4 separate regions of the Mus musculus genome follow, and all the other regions are linked to region 1. Evidence: chromatin contacts called from public Hi-C, HiChIP or PLAC-seq and promoter capture Hi-C data. All regions are on one chromosome and are shown on one strand. Each heading gives the region's core, a stretch centred on a gene start, on an enhancer-like site or on the middle of the called end of the contact. The rest is flanking DNA. Distances are from core to core; before and after follow the strand shown. Region 1 holds the start of Inpp5f (inositol polyphosphate-5-phosphatase F). Region 2 overlaps Rgs10 (regulator of G-protein signalling 10). Region 3 holds the start of Rgs10 (regulator of G-protein signalling 10). Region 4 holds the start of Mcmbp (minichromosome maintenance complex binding protein).

Region 1 (2,649 bases), core at 47-2,546:
TCTCCGTAAGGACACAATGGACACTGATGAAAAGTGTCACCAAACCGCTCCACTTTCTGGGATCTCACACTTCTCTCCTCACCTGAGAAAGAAGATCCTGACCCTACTCTTTCAGGCTGCTGTGGGGATTGGCACTAAGACACGAAAGGACCTGTCCTCAGAAGCCATCCCATAAGAGGTAACAGGATGACCTAAAAAGCTCCCTTGAAGTTATTCTACTGGATGTACTCAAAGAACGCAGGAAAACGTCCAATGCCGTGGCTCGTTCAAGAGTTCCAGTCTCACTTTTCCTAAAGTAAAAAAGTGTTGACCAATGAAGGAAAAAAGCACTGGAGAACTAAGTAGAAGCTGCCCAAACTCCTCCGAGCGATAACTGACCGCAGCTGTCTGAGAACAGGAGCTACTATTTAAGCCAACTAACTGCAAACAAAGTTTTCTAAAGCAAACTGATGGCTGGAGACTTTGACCTCTCCTAACTGTGTGTGACAGACATCCAACACGACTTCTTCTTGAAAATGGCAATTCATACACTAGTTTTCGATCAAGTCCTGTGAGGTAACCGTCCTGAAGTCACTCTTTAATAAGTGACCGGGAACAACTCAAGGATGTCAAGAAGGAGTGTCCCGCATTAGGTTCCACTGAACTGATGGGACTGGAACCCAGAACTTCCCACGCTGGACCGTGAGAAGACGCTGCAGGTGGAGGCCTACGAGGGGTTCATAAGGGACCCTATCCCCGCACCCCAGGCCCCAGATACTGGAAGAGGTGCACTAAAGGGGGTGACCGGCCTTCCCCGCCTCCCTGAGGCAGGAGGACTCCCCGAAGCGGCGGCCGCTCCCCTCAGGACTAGCGCTGACATCCCCAAGCGTCCCGCCCAGCCTCGCGATCCCGGGGCCGGAGGGGCCGGGCCGCGCCCCCCGCGCTCCAGCTGGCCCGCGCGCCCCACCCAGCCCGCGCCGCGCGCCTCACCCGGTCGGAGCTGCAGGCCGCCGTCGCGCCGGCTGCACCACAGGGCACGCTCGCCCTGCTGCAGGATGTAGTGGTCCTTAGCCTGAAAGAGCTCCATGCCGGCCCCACGCGCTCCGGGAGGCGGCGGTCCCCCGGCCCAGGCACGGCAGCGGCCCGCCCTGGAGCGATGCTGGAGTCCTCCTCCACCGAGACCACCAGAGTCCGTGCCTCAAGGAGACTCCGAGGACCCAGCCCACGGAAGAACAGAGTGGGGAAGCACTCGGGGGCCTGACCCGCGGGCCAAGAACACGCTTGGGCGGCCGAGGCCCGGGAGGCCTTTTCCCCCTCCCCCCACAACTCCTGTACCTAGGCTCCGCCCCCTATCCTGAGACTCCACCTCCTACAGTTCATCCTGGCTCCCTCTAGACTCCGCCTCCTCCCAGGTTCCTCCCCTCAGCGTGCAACTTTCCCTCCTATAGTTCCTCCCCTCTCCCTTAGGCTCCGCCCTTGCTCAGGCTCCTCCTCCGACCTTCCGACTCCGCCTCCCTCTGTAGTTCTCCGAAAGCCCTCCTAGGCCCCGCCCTGGTCCCGCCCACGAGTTTCTGGCTCAGCCCTCTCCCAGCCTGTGTCTCAATCCTCTTTCTCCTTTCAGCTCTCGCCGCACCTCTTTCAGTTCCTCCCTCTCTGTCTATAGCCTCTACTCCTCTGCCTCTCCCACTCGCCGGCCTTACCAGCTGCGACCTCAGGCAGGCCCTGAGCCTAAGTCTGGTTATACTGGCTCGACGCCCTTTATGCAGCCATTTCTTGATCTTTCCCTGATGTGCAAGCCAGTCCTTCATTCCTTCCATTAGCTCCTAGAAAAGTCTGGTCAAGTCCCCGAATCCACCTGACATTCCTTCCTCCTCGGAGTACATTTACCCCTAGTCTGAGCAAAGACCAAACCAAGCCCAGAAGTACAGCCATGGTTGTCTCCAGGGTTCTACCCCAAGTTAGCACTCGGCTGAGCAGAGGCCGCTCTGTTTTGGCATTTCCTATTAGAACCTGGACACCAATAATCATTTAGTAAATGCACATTAGTGGAGATGTGTCTCCACAGAATACACACTTAGAGTTAGCTGGGCTAGTGAGGAGAAGGTACAGCAAAGTCTGAGAAGCCGGCCTACAGGAAGTCAGTAAAAGGGACGTCACTCAGAGATGGTAAAATGGCCAGGTGTCAATCTGAACCAGAAAGATTTAGGAGAAAAAGCTTCCAGTTCTAGACCTATCTCCCAGTCTCCAGACTTTGGGTCTGTCTTGTTCTGTGTGATCTTGGGACAATTTTAGTCTCTACTGATTGAATTCGTGACCTTTACTACACTCTTAGACTCCCAATTCTGTATGTTCCTGTCTTCCTTTAAAGCAATCTTTAAAAAAAAAAAAAAAAAAAAGAGGCCTAACCACCGGAGCTGGGTGGCTCAAGAGTACTTTGCTACTTTTGCAGAGGACCTCCGGTTCAGTTCCCAGCACCTCCAGGGCAGCTCACAACCAACTGTGATGAGACACCTCTTCTGACCTCTGTTCCTGTATGGGTGTAGTGCACAGGTTCATAAATATAAAGTAAATGGTGGTGCTGCTGCTGCTGGTGGTGGTGCTGCTGGTGGTGGTGCTGCTGTGTTGGGAGCCGCGCCCACATTCGCCGTTACAAGATGGCGCTGACAGCTG
Region 2 (2,649 bases), core at 65-2,564, 230 kb after region 1:
GCCTCCTGTCTGTCCCTTATGTCCTTCTCCTGCCCCACTTCATACGTGGAGATCCTCACTTACTGTACCTGGAATGTGGCTGTGTCTGGAGACAGGGACTAAGAAAGGATAATTACGTTAAACAAGCTCATATGAGTGGGCCCTGATCCAAAGTGACAAGTGTTTTTTTTTTTTTTTTTCAGTAGTGTATGTGTGTTCTGTGTGTATGTGTGCATATGTGTGGGTGCATGTGTGTTGTGTACGTGTATGAAAGAGACAATATGCATGTGGTGGTCAGAGGACACCTCTGAGGAGTTGTCTCTCTCCGTCCATGTTTTATGTGAATTCTGGAAATCAAGTTCTAGTTACCGGGCTCTTACAACAACTACCCTCATCCGAACTTCACCTGCTGGGCCATCTTGCGGGCCCTTGATGTATGTTCTCGTAAGACATTCACAGGGATGACCTTGTGACACCGAGAGACACCCTGGAAGAAGTCAGTCCGCTGGTAGCTTGACCTCAGAATCTGGCCTCTGAAACTATGAGGGAAAGTTGTCTGTGGTTCTGTTTTGCCAGACAGAGCGGGGCAGCCCTTGCCATTCAGCAAGCACTAGCCACAGGACCCTGTTTTCCTCCTCAGTGAAACCACAGTCCCCAGGGCCTTGTGATAGTGTCATGGGAGAATGCTCTATCGGATGACTGGAGTGTGTGGTCACAGACCTCTCAGCGATGTTGGTCTTCGCGTGAATGTCTGCAGAACACATGGGAAACACATGCCAGGTTCCTCCGTGGCTTTTGCCCAGTGGTGGTCAGTAGCTTTGGAAGGATTCATAGTTTCTGCATGCTCTCTGACACCTTGTTGTACATCACCTACGAAGGGCTAGCTCTATGATGGACATTCCCAGGGCCGTACACTCTTACGCTCATACCTTTGCCAGCAGCGGTGAGAAGCTGCTCTCTGGATCCCATGCAGAGCCACAGGGCTGTGGACATCCAGGAAGATGAAGTCTTCCTGGGCCTGCTGCCCACAGCTGCTTCCCAGTCCCTCTGGCACCTAGAGGTGATGAGAGCCAGACATCTGGACACCACAGCCTAAGGACTTTGGGGCAGGCTGGATATTTTATACCTGTACAGCACAGGGAATGGCCCTGTGCCCTTGATAAACTGTGTGGTGGGGACAGCAAAATGACTCAGTAGGTTGCAACACAAACTTAAGTTGGATCCTTGGATCCTGTGGTGGAAGAAGCGAACTAGCTCCCCTCTGACGTAGGTACATGTGCACCCATACTCAGGTCTCCTCCACCCAAACCCACGATAATGAGACAAACACTTCATTGTGAGTTACCACGTGGGTGCTGGGAATTGAAACTGGGCCCTCTGCAAGAGCGACAAGTGCTCTTAATTGCTGAGCCGTCTCTCCAGCCCATAAATACCTTTTAAAAGAAAAGTCAACTAGTTTACATCCAAGAGCTGAGTTGGCAAGAGGCAAGAAGAGCCTCTGGATGAAGGCTCCCATCTCCCAATGAAGCAGCAGTCCAGATTCAGTCTCCCACCTCCGCATGCCCTGGGTGCCCCAATACAGCCCTTCTCTTCTCTCTGAGGTGTGAGCCTCAGCGTCACAGAAGGCAAACAGGATACTCCTCTCCCACTCACAGACACTTCAGACGAGAGGCCCTACCCCTGCTCCTGGTGCTGGTTGGGTTTGCCACGGACCTGAGGAAGTACGCAAGGGGGGGCAGGGAGGTATATAGGCTGCATAGGGACCTGGAGGAAGTGGTGGTGGTAGGGGGGGACAGGACAGGACTACTTGCCAGGAAAGGCCTTCATAGAGTTGGCTCTGCTAGTCACACCTGGAGCATTTGTTCTGGATTCTGAGCCAGGTAGGCACAGGTAAGAGCCCCTTGGGGGTCCATGCACTTGAAAGACTGAAGGATGCCTGATGGTGAAGGGCGGTGATACCTGCTTAGGACATTTGTGAGAAGCCTAGCGAGGAGAATGGTGTCTCTTATCCTTACCCTCCTCACCCTGCTGATATATATATATATATATATATATATATATATATATATATATATATATTAATTTCGGAGGTGTTATGTTTTGTTAAAAAGTGATGTGTCCAAGCCTTAGTAAGTTATGCTTACCTCTTAAAGATTACAAAATTAATACAAAATAGGTAACTTCCCCAGAGCTTGGGTGAGACAGGACTGTCTCTAGGGGCCTGGTGGGCACAGGGGAATGGCTCCGATTGAACAGTCTATGCGCAGCCCGATGCGCCAGATGTTTCCTGGGCCCTCTTGGGAGCATGGAGGCGAAGGAAAGTAGCTTCTATTCTTTCTGGAGGAACCTCCCATCTCCTGAGCAGACATCCCAAGGCCCCAGCTCATGTGTGTGTTGGGAGAAAGCATGTTTAAAAGATGTCAAGATTTTACCACCTACGTGACAACCCTGCCTGACAGTGAGTGGCATCTTGGAGTTTTTCACTCAGCAAGCCATGAGCTGTGCTGCACTGGAAGGCACCCTGGTGTGCCTTGTGGCCCTTTAATATGAAGGAAAGACAGACAGAGACAGAGATGGTGACATAGAGAGAGACTTGACTATGTCTTGAAAAGACGATTCTATACATCAGGAGGAAATGTGCCCTTCCTTCCTTCCTTCCTTCCTTCCTTC
Region 3 (2,649 bases), core at 89-2,588, 190 kb after region 1:
TTAGACATTGCTATGTATATCAGGGTGTCCTCTAACTCAAAGAATCTTCCTGCTTCTGCCTCCGGAGTGCTGGGGTTGCTGGGATTAAAGGAGAGCACCATTATGTCTGTGTCTGTGTCGGTTTAGGCTCAGCTTTTACAGAGCCTATGACCCAAGAGCTATTTCAATGGCCAGGAAGCTTGGGGGGGGGGCGGGCGGCAATAGCAGCTGGAGACATTCAGAAACCCCGGCTTGGAAGCCACACTGATGGTGCTCACCTGCAAGCCGCAGCTGAAGACCTCTGCAGCCTTCAGGGGACGGAACATCCTCTTTGGATAGCACAAATGGCCGTGTTTGGAAATGATGGAGTGGGGAAGGGTAGGCAGAGAGATGGTGAATAACCACAGAGGGCCAGGGCTGAGGTGGCGTTGGGACTGCAGGGTGGACAAAAAGGGAGGAAAATAGAGCAAAATGGGAAGCTCAGAATAGAAGATATAAAGGAAAGTGCCAACTAGTGAAAATCCTGCGAAAGAACGCGCGCGGGGGGTTGGGGGGGCGACTGGGGAATGGTTTAGAAAAATAGCAATTAGCACAGCTAAAAATAAAGACCAATTTCGAGACAAAGCCAGACCCACAAGGAGAAAAATAAAACTCGCCAGAAAGACAATTCCTTGCAAACCGAATGCTCAAGAAAATGGGGCTAACGACACCCCCCTCTTGGGCTGTTTGGTAAAAAGAAATGGGAAACTAGATGAGCGTGGAGCGCGGCGCTGAGCAGGTGACTGGCACCAGGAGGAGCGTTGAGCCCGGCGCTGGGATCTACAGGATTCCGGTAGTTGAGCGCAAAGGTTCTCCTGAGACTGCACCCAAGTGTCGTCCAAGTTAAAAAATGTGCTGGCGCGCTCAGATCCACTCTGAAACCGCAGAGGCTCCAGACAGCGTTCTCCGAGGTTTGTCCCGGGGCTTGGAAGCCCCGGCACAGGCGTGGCGTGGGCCAGAGTGGGCGCCCACTCGCGGCGGCTTGGCTCGGGACTCTGGTGACGCCTCCCGGGCATTCGCGGCGTGAGCAGGCCGCGCGCCCACGGAATCGGGTAGACCCGGGGGCGATCTGGGAGGTGACTCGGGCCTGGCAGGGACACCGAACGCTGTATGTCTCCAGGCCGCGAGGGGAGGGACCGGGATGTGCGCGGGAGCTGAGGGTCACCCGGGGCCACCGCGCCCTGCCCTGCGCGGGTAACTGAGGGCTGGACCCAGTGCCCACGGGCGCGGGTGGGCAGGGAGAGGGGAGCGCGGCGGGGAGGAGGCGGCGGGCGGAGCCTGGAGGGGCGGCGTCGCGCGGGCTCCTCCTCCTCCTTGCCCTCTTCGGGCTTAGCCGCCGCGCTGCCCGGCTGCTCCGTCCTCTGGACGCCCGCGGCGATGTTCACCCGCGCCGTGAGCCGACTGAGCAGGAAGCGGCCGCCGTCTGGTAAGCGGTTGCGGGCGCTTGGGCGCGGGAAGGACGGGGTCGCCGGGTCCCCTGGCGCGGCTCGCTGTGCCGCCCGGACAGCAGCCGCGCTCCTCCCCGCTCGCTCTGTCCCAGCCGCGGCGGGAGCGCAGAGCCGGGGAGCCGCCCGGGGAGGAAGTTGGGCTTGAAGCGGGAGTCAGAGCAGCTTTCTTTCTAGAGAAGGTCTGGGAACCACGGGAGACACATTAACAGCCCCTCACTCCGAGGCAGCGTGGGAAGCCAGGCTTCCCTCCTGCGTGCAGCCTCTTTCTCGGGCGGAATGGGAAGGATGCTCCGCCGGACCTCTGCATCCCCGGAGTGGCCGGCCCCGCGGCGCCAAAAAAAGTGGAGTCCCAAGGTGGCTGCACACCAGGGCGGGGGAGGAACTTGTGTGACACGGCGGGGGAGTCACTTTGTTTTTCCCCCTGAACCTGCCTGACCCACAGTTTGGGGCAACTTGGCAAGACAAAGAACCCACGGTGCAGAAATGGTGATTTGAATCGTGCCATCCTTTTTGTTCTTAATAACACCTAACACTCTTTGATGGCTTAGGTTGTGGCCAGGAGCTGTGTTGACACCTTGTGTGCTTTCTCTTGTCTTCACCATTAGAGCAGCCGCGTCGGAGGGGTGGGGCTCTAAAGCCAGGGTGTTGGGTAACCTGCTCTACTCTTAGCTGATGGATTTTTTTAAACGTAGGTTTATTTGCTTGACTCTGGGTTCGGGGTTCAAAGGCTTGCTTTTCTGTCGCCCAGAGATTCACTACGCTTTAGCCGGTTTCCTCTTTTCACGTAAATATCAAACGTGGTTAAGCGGCTGCAATCAGACATAGACCCAATCCCTTGGCCACCACTCGACAGCTGTGCAACTTCTTTGTGACTGGGGATGTGCAAAGGGTAGCTTTAAGTGCTTAATTGGAGACTCCCCCCCCCCCATCAGCCACATGCAAATCATTTCATTAATTATTTAAGACAACCCCACTAAAGTCAGATTCCATAGAGTTATTGTAAAGAGTTTGCACTGTTGTCTTAATATGCGTTGAAATGCTCCATTAGTGTTCCCGAGTGGTCACATTCCCTTGTGATGCTGATGGCTGACACTGAGTGGTGGTCAGATTCTAGGCACCGGAGTTAAACTCCAACCTTGACTCTGCCACTCCGCCACACTGAATAATGAATGTCCTTGGACCT
Region 4 (2,649 bases), core at 81-2,580, 130 kb before region 1:
TTTTTCTTTCAAGACAGGGTTTCTTGAAAACCTGTGTATCCCTGGCTGTCCTAGAACACGCTGTGTAGACCAGACTGGCATCAAACTCAGAGATCTTCCTGCTTCTGCCTCCTGAGTGATAGGATTAAAGGCATGGGCCACCACTGTGGAGCTCTTAATTTTTATCTATTTGTTTTTGAGACGGGGTCATATATAGGTAGCTCAGGCTGGCCTCAAATTCAGTGTGTAGCCAAGGCTGGCTATGAACTCCTGACCTTCCTTGACTATATCCCAAGTGCTATGATTTAAGGATACGTTCCCTCCAGGGGACCAACAAAGGCAGAAGGGCAGGTTTGGTTCCCTTTTCCTTCTGAACTACAGAGGTTTCTGGGTTTGGTCATAGCTGTCTCTGTTCATCTGTCGCCATCTCTCTCTGTTTGATCCCTTGCTAGGGCTTGCATGACAGGCAAGTGTTCTGCCACCAAGAAGTTCTTATTCTTCAGCTATATACTTTCTAGATTACATTCAGATCACCACTACCTTTTTACAGCCGAGTAGGTATAGATGATGAAATCAGGGTTTTCTGAGGTATATCCCATTTCTAGGGAAAATGTCTTCTCTATGAAAACTTGACAGTTCCTAAATTCTCTAGGCCCTTCAGGGTCTGCCCTGTAAGAGTGTTCTGATCTGTATGCTGTATAGGAATCTTGTCATAGCTCCCTAGTTGCCAGGTTGGAAGCAGAGATCATTTGGGTGTTTTGAGGTTAGAAGCTAAAGGCTGGGCTAGGAGAGAGTTCTGAGCACTTGCCAGTTCCTTGGCCATATTGAGATGCCCACAAAGGCTACACAACCTCCTTGATTAAATCGTTCAGGAAGAACTCACTGAGCTGGGGGCAAATCTTATACAGGACTTTGGGCAGGGCACCTTAGAAGAGTTCTACCACCAGAAACAAGAGGCACAAGGGGATCAGATGATCAGACACCAAATAGAATTTCAACCTTTAATTTTGCTTAGAGATGACTCTTGAAGTTGGCAGAACGTGCGTCTTTTTGGTCCAGGTGCAAGGACTCAAACTTTGAGCCAATGAAGCACCCTGATGGAGTTTGCCACCAGGCGCGCACACAGGGACCACTATACCAAGCACAGACGCGCTCCTCTGCCCATCTCCAAGATGGCGGCCCCGGGATTGCCCGACCTGTCTCCGTCTCCAAAATGGCCGTCCGCCCCGCCCACTCCCTCCCCTCCGGGAGTGCGCAGCACGCTCCCGCCGCCCCTCCTCCTCGAGCTCCACCCAGGTCGCTGGCAGCGCGGTCGGTGGCCGCGATTTCCCGCCATTGTGAGAAGTGGAGGCTAGGACGGTCTCCCCCCCACCCCTCCGGCCGCTGGCCAGCAGCTCCGAGGCGCTCGTGCCCGTCACCGCAGCCACCTCTCCTTGAGACGCGCGGAGGCCCGTGGCTCGCGACGCCCCCGCGCGTGGGAGGGCGCGGACGAGGAGCGGCCGAGCCCCCGAGAAGCCGGGCTCCGAGCGCGCTCGGCCCGCAGAGGAGCGCCCGCCGCACGGGCCGCGCTGGCCCCGGCCCTCAGCGCCATGCCCTGTGGAGAAGATTGGCTGAGCCACCCGCTCGGGATCGTGCAAGGCTTCTTCGGTGAGTGGCGCGTGGCGAGCAGGGCCGGGAGGGGAGCGGAGTTTGCGGGACCAGGCCCGCCGCGCGGCCGCACTCCGGACGACGGGCCGGGGGAATCACTGCCGAGGGCTCGCGTGGCCCCGGGCCTGGAAGCCGAGCAGAAGCAGCCGTCTCCGGCCGCCGGCGCTGGCGCCGCCGCCGCCTCCCGTCACCTGCCCGCTGCCCGGCCGCGGCTCGCTGGCGGCGGGGCCGCGGCTCCGAGCGCTAGCTGTGATTGACGGCCTGGCTCCGGGCCGGTGGCCTACGTAGCCCGGGTGCTGCAGACACGGAGAGGTCCCCTTGCCCACGGAGGGCCCTTAGAGCGGCCGCGGAGAGAAGCCACTGCCTGTGGGAGCCTGCGGGATATTTCAAAACTTCCGGGGTGTGTAAGGGAGTGCTCGAGCCTTCGCTCAGAAGTTCTCTCTGTTTCCCTTGACATCCGGGAGAATGCTTCTTCTTTTTTTTTTTTTTTTTTTTTTAAATTATTCTTCCTGCCCTGTTGACATTAGAACCCGTCTGCTCTGTTACCTGTTCCCGTACCAGGGCTAGCTAGAAATACTCAACTACTTAGATGAGTTGCCACAGAACGGGAGCCGAGAGTGCTGTAGGCAAGCTGAGTAAATTCTAGGTGTAATTGTCATCGTTGCTTTTTTTGGTTAACCAGACCTCCGATTCCCACGCGCATCCCAGATTTCGGTGCGTTTAATGACTGGCCTGTGCCACCGGTCTCCGTGGAATGTGTTTTCTGTAGTAACGCTCCCACCGGATCGGATTCATTTTACCTAGAATTCTAACTAATCAGGTAGTTTCCCAGGGTGAAACTAAAGCCGGCAGATAGAAGGGCTGGGTAGACATGACGATTATATAGCCAGTGAACACACAGTGTCTTCAACAGGGGCAGGGGTGTGCAAGCCCGCGAAAGAGTAAACCACGGGCTTGGGGTATTATAGCTCAGTAGTAGAATGTGTGCCTGGCCTGATGAATGGTCTGAGTACAGTGCAGGTG

Evidence for each region. Promoter capture Hi-C pulls out the DNA fragments that hold promoters and counts their contacts. A called contact is a pair of places that touch in the nucleus more often than the background predicts. HiChIP or PLAC-seq counts read pairs in DNA pulled down with a chosen protein or histone mark.
Region 2: a contact with region 1 is called in an H3K27ac HiChIP or PLAC-seq map of thymic regulatory T cells, with 5 times the contacts expected there. The contact joins the enhancer-like site here to the promoter of Inpp5f in region 1. A contact is called at or near these places in 3 of 39 promoter capture datasets (fetal liver, maxillary cranial neural crest and pre-B cells), 6 of 484 Hi-C or Micro-C datasets (CD4 T cells, CD8 T cells, bone marrow-derived macrophages and 1 more), 15 of 115 datasets of contacts at active chromatin or transcription factors (the 230-238 cell line, CD8 T cells, T-cell acute lymphoblastic leukemia and 9 more) and 3 of 9 other capture datasets (adipose tissue, embryonic stem cells and liver).
Region 3: a promoter capture Hi-C map of hematopoietic stem and progenitor cells shows a contact between it and region 1, with 4 times the contacts expected there. The contact joins the promoter of Rgs10 here to the promoter of Inpp5f in region 1. A contact is called at or near these places in 17 of 39 promoter capture datasets (the 3T3-L1 cell line, the C10 cell line, the HPC-7 cell line and 13 more), 2 of 484 Hi-C or Micro-C datasets (embryonic fibroblasts and embryonic stem cells), 5 of 115 datasets of contacts at active chromatin or transcription factors (the 230-238 cell line, bone marrow-derived macrophages, embryonic limb bud and 2 more) and 2 of 9 other capture datasets (adipose tissue and liver).
Region 4: a Hi-C map of rod photoreceptor shows a contact between it and region 1, with 3 times the contacts expected there. The contact joins the promoter of Mcmbp here to the promoter of Inpp5f in region 1. A contact is called at or near these places in 4 of 484 Hi-C or Micro-C datasets (embryonic stem cells, nephron progenitors, rod photoreceptor and 1 more), 5 of 115 datasets of contacts at active chromatin or transcription factors (effector CD8 T cells, embryonic stem cells, memory CD8 T cells and 2 more) and 2 of 9 other capture datasets (adipose tissue and liver).

The regions. Positions count from the first base shown.
Region 1 is chr7:128,610,012-128,612,660 of GRCm38.p6, reverse strand. It overlaps Inpp5f (inositol polyphosphate-5-phosphatase F), which reads right to left and starts at 1,296. Exons shown (of 20, transcript NM_178641.5): 1 at 970-1,296. The coding sequence starts at 1,066.
Region 2 is chr7:128,375,271-128,377,919 of GRCm38.p6, reverse strand. The region is part of intron 4 of Rgs10 (regulator of G-protein signalling 10); the gene reads left to right. Among named protein-coding and RNA genes, the nearest start is that of Gm39092, 9.6 kb to the right of the region's middle. Within about 2 kb of position 1,314, at least 26 of the 459 cell types and tissues checked have an H3K27ac peak or open chromatin away from gene starts, as enhancers often do. A contact at or near this core is called in the 230-238 cell line, CD8 T cells, regulatory T cells and 2 more, where this site is marked.
Region 3 is chr7:128,416,861-128,419,509 of GRCm38.p6, reverse strand. Rgs10 (regulator of G-protein signalling 10) reads left to right here and starts at 1,338. Exons shown (of 5, transcript NM_026418.2): 1 at 1,338-1,444. The coding sequence starts at 1,396.
Region 4 is chr7:128,739,110-128,741,758 of GRCm38.p6, reverse strand. Mcmbp (minichromosome maintenance complex binding protein) reads left to right here and starts at 1,330. Exons shown (of 16, transcript NM_145955.3): 1 at 1,330-1,626. The coding sequence starts at 1,569.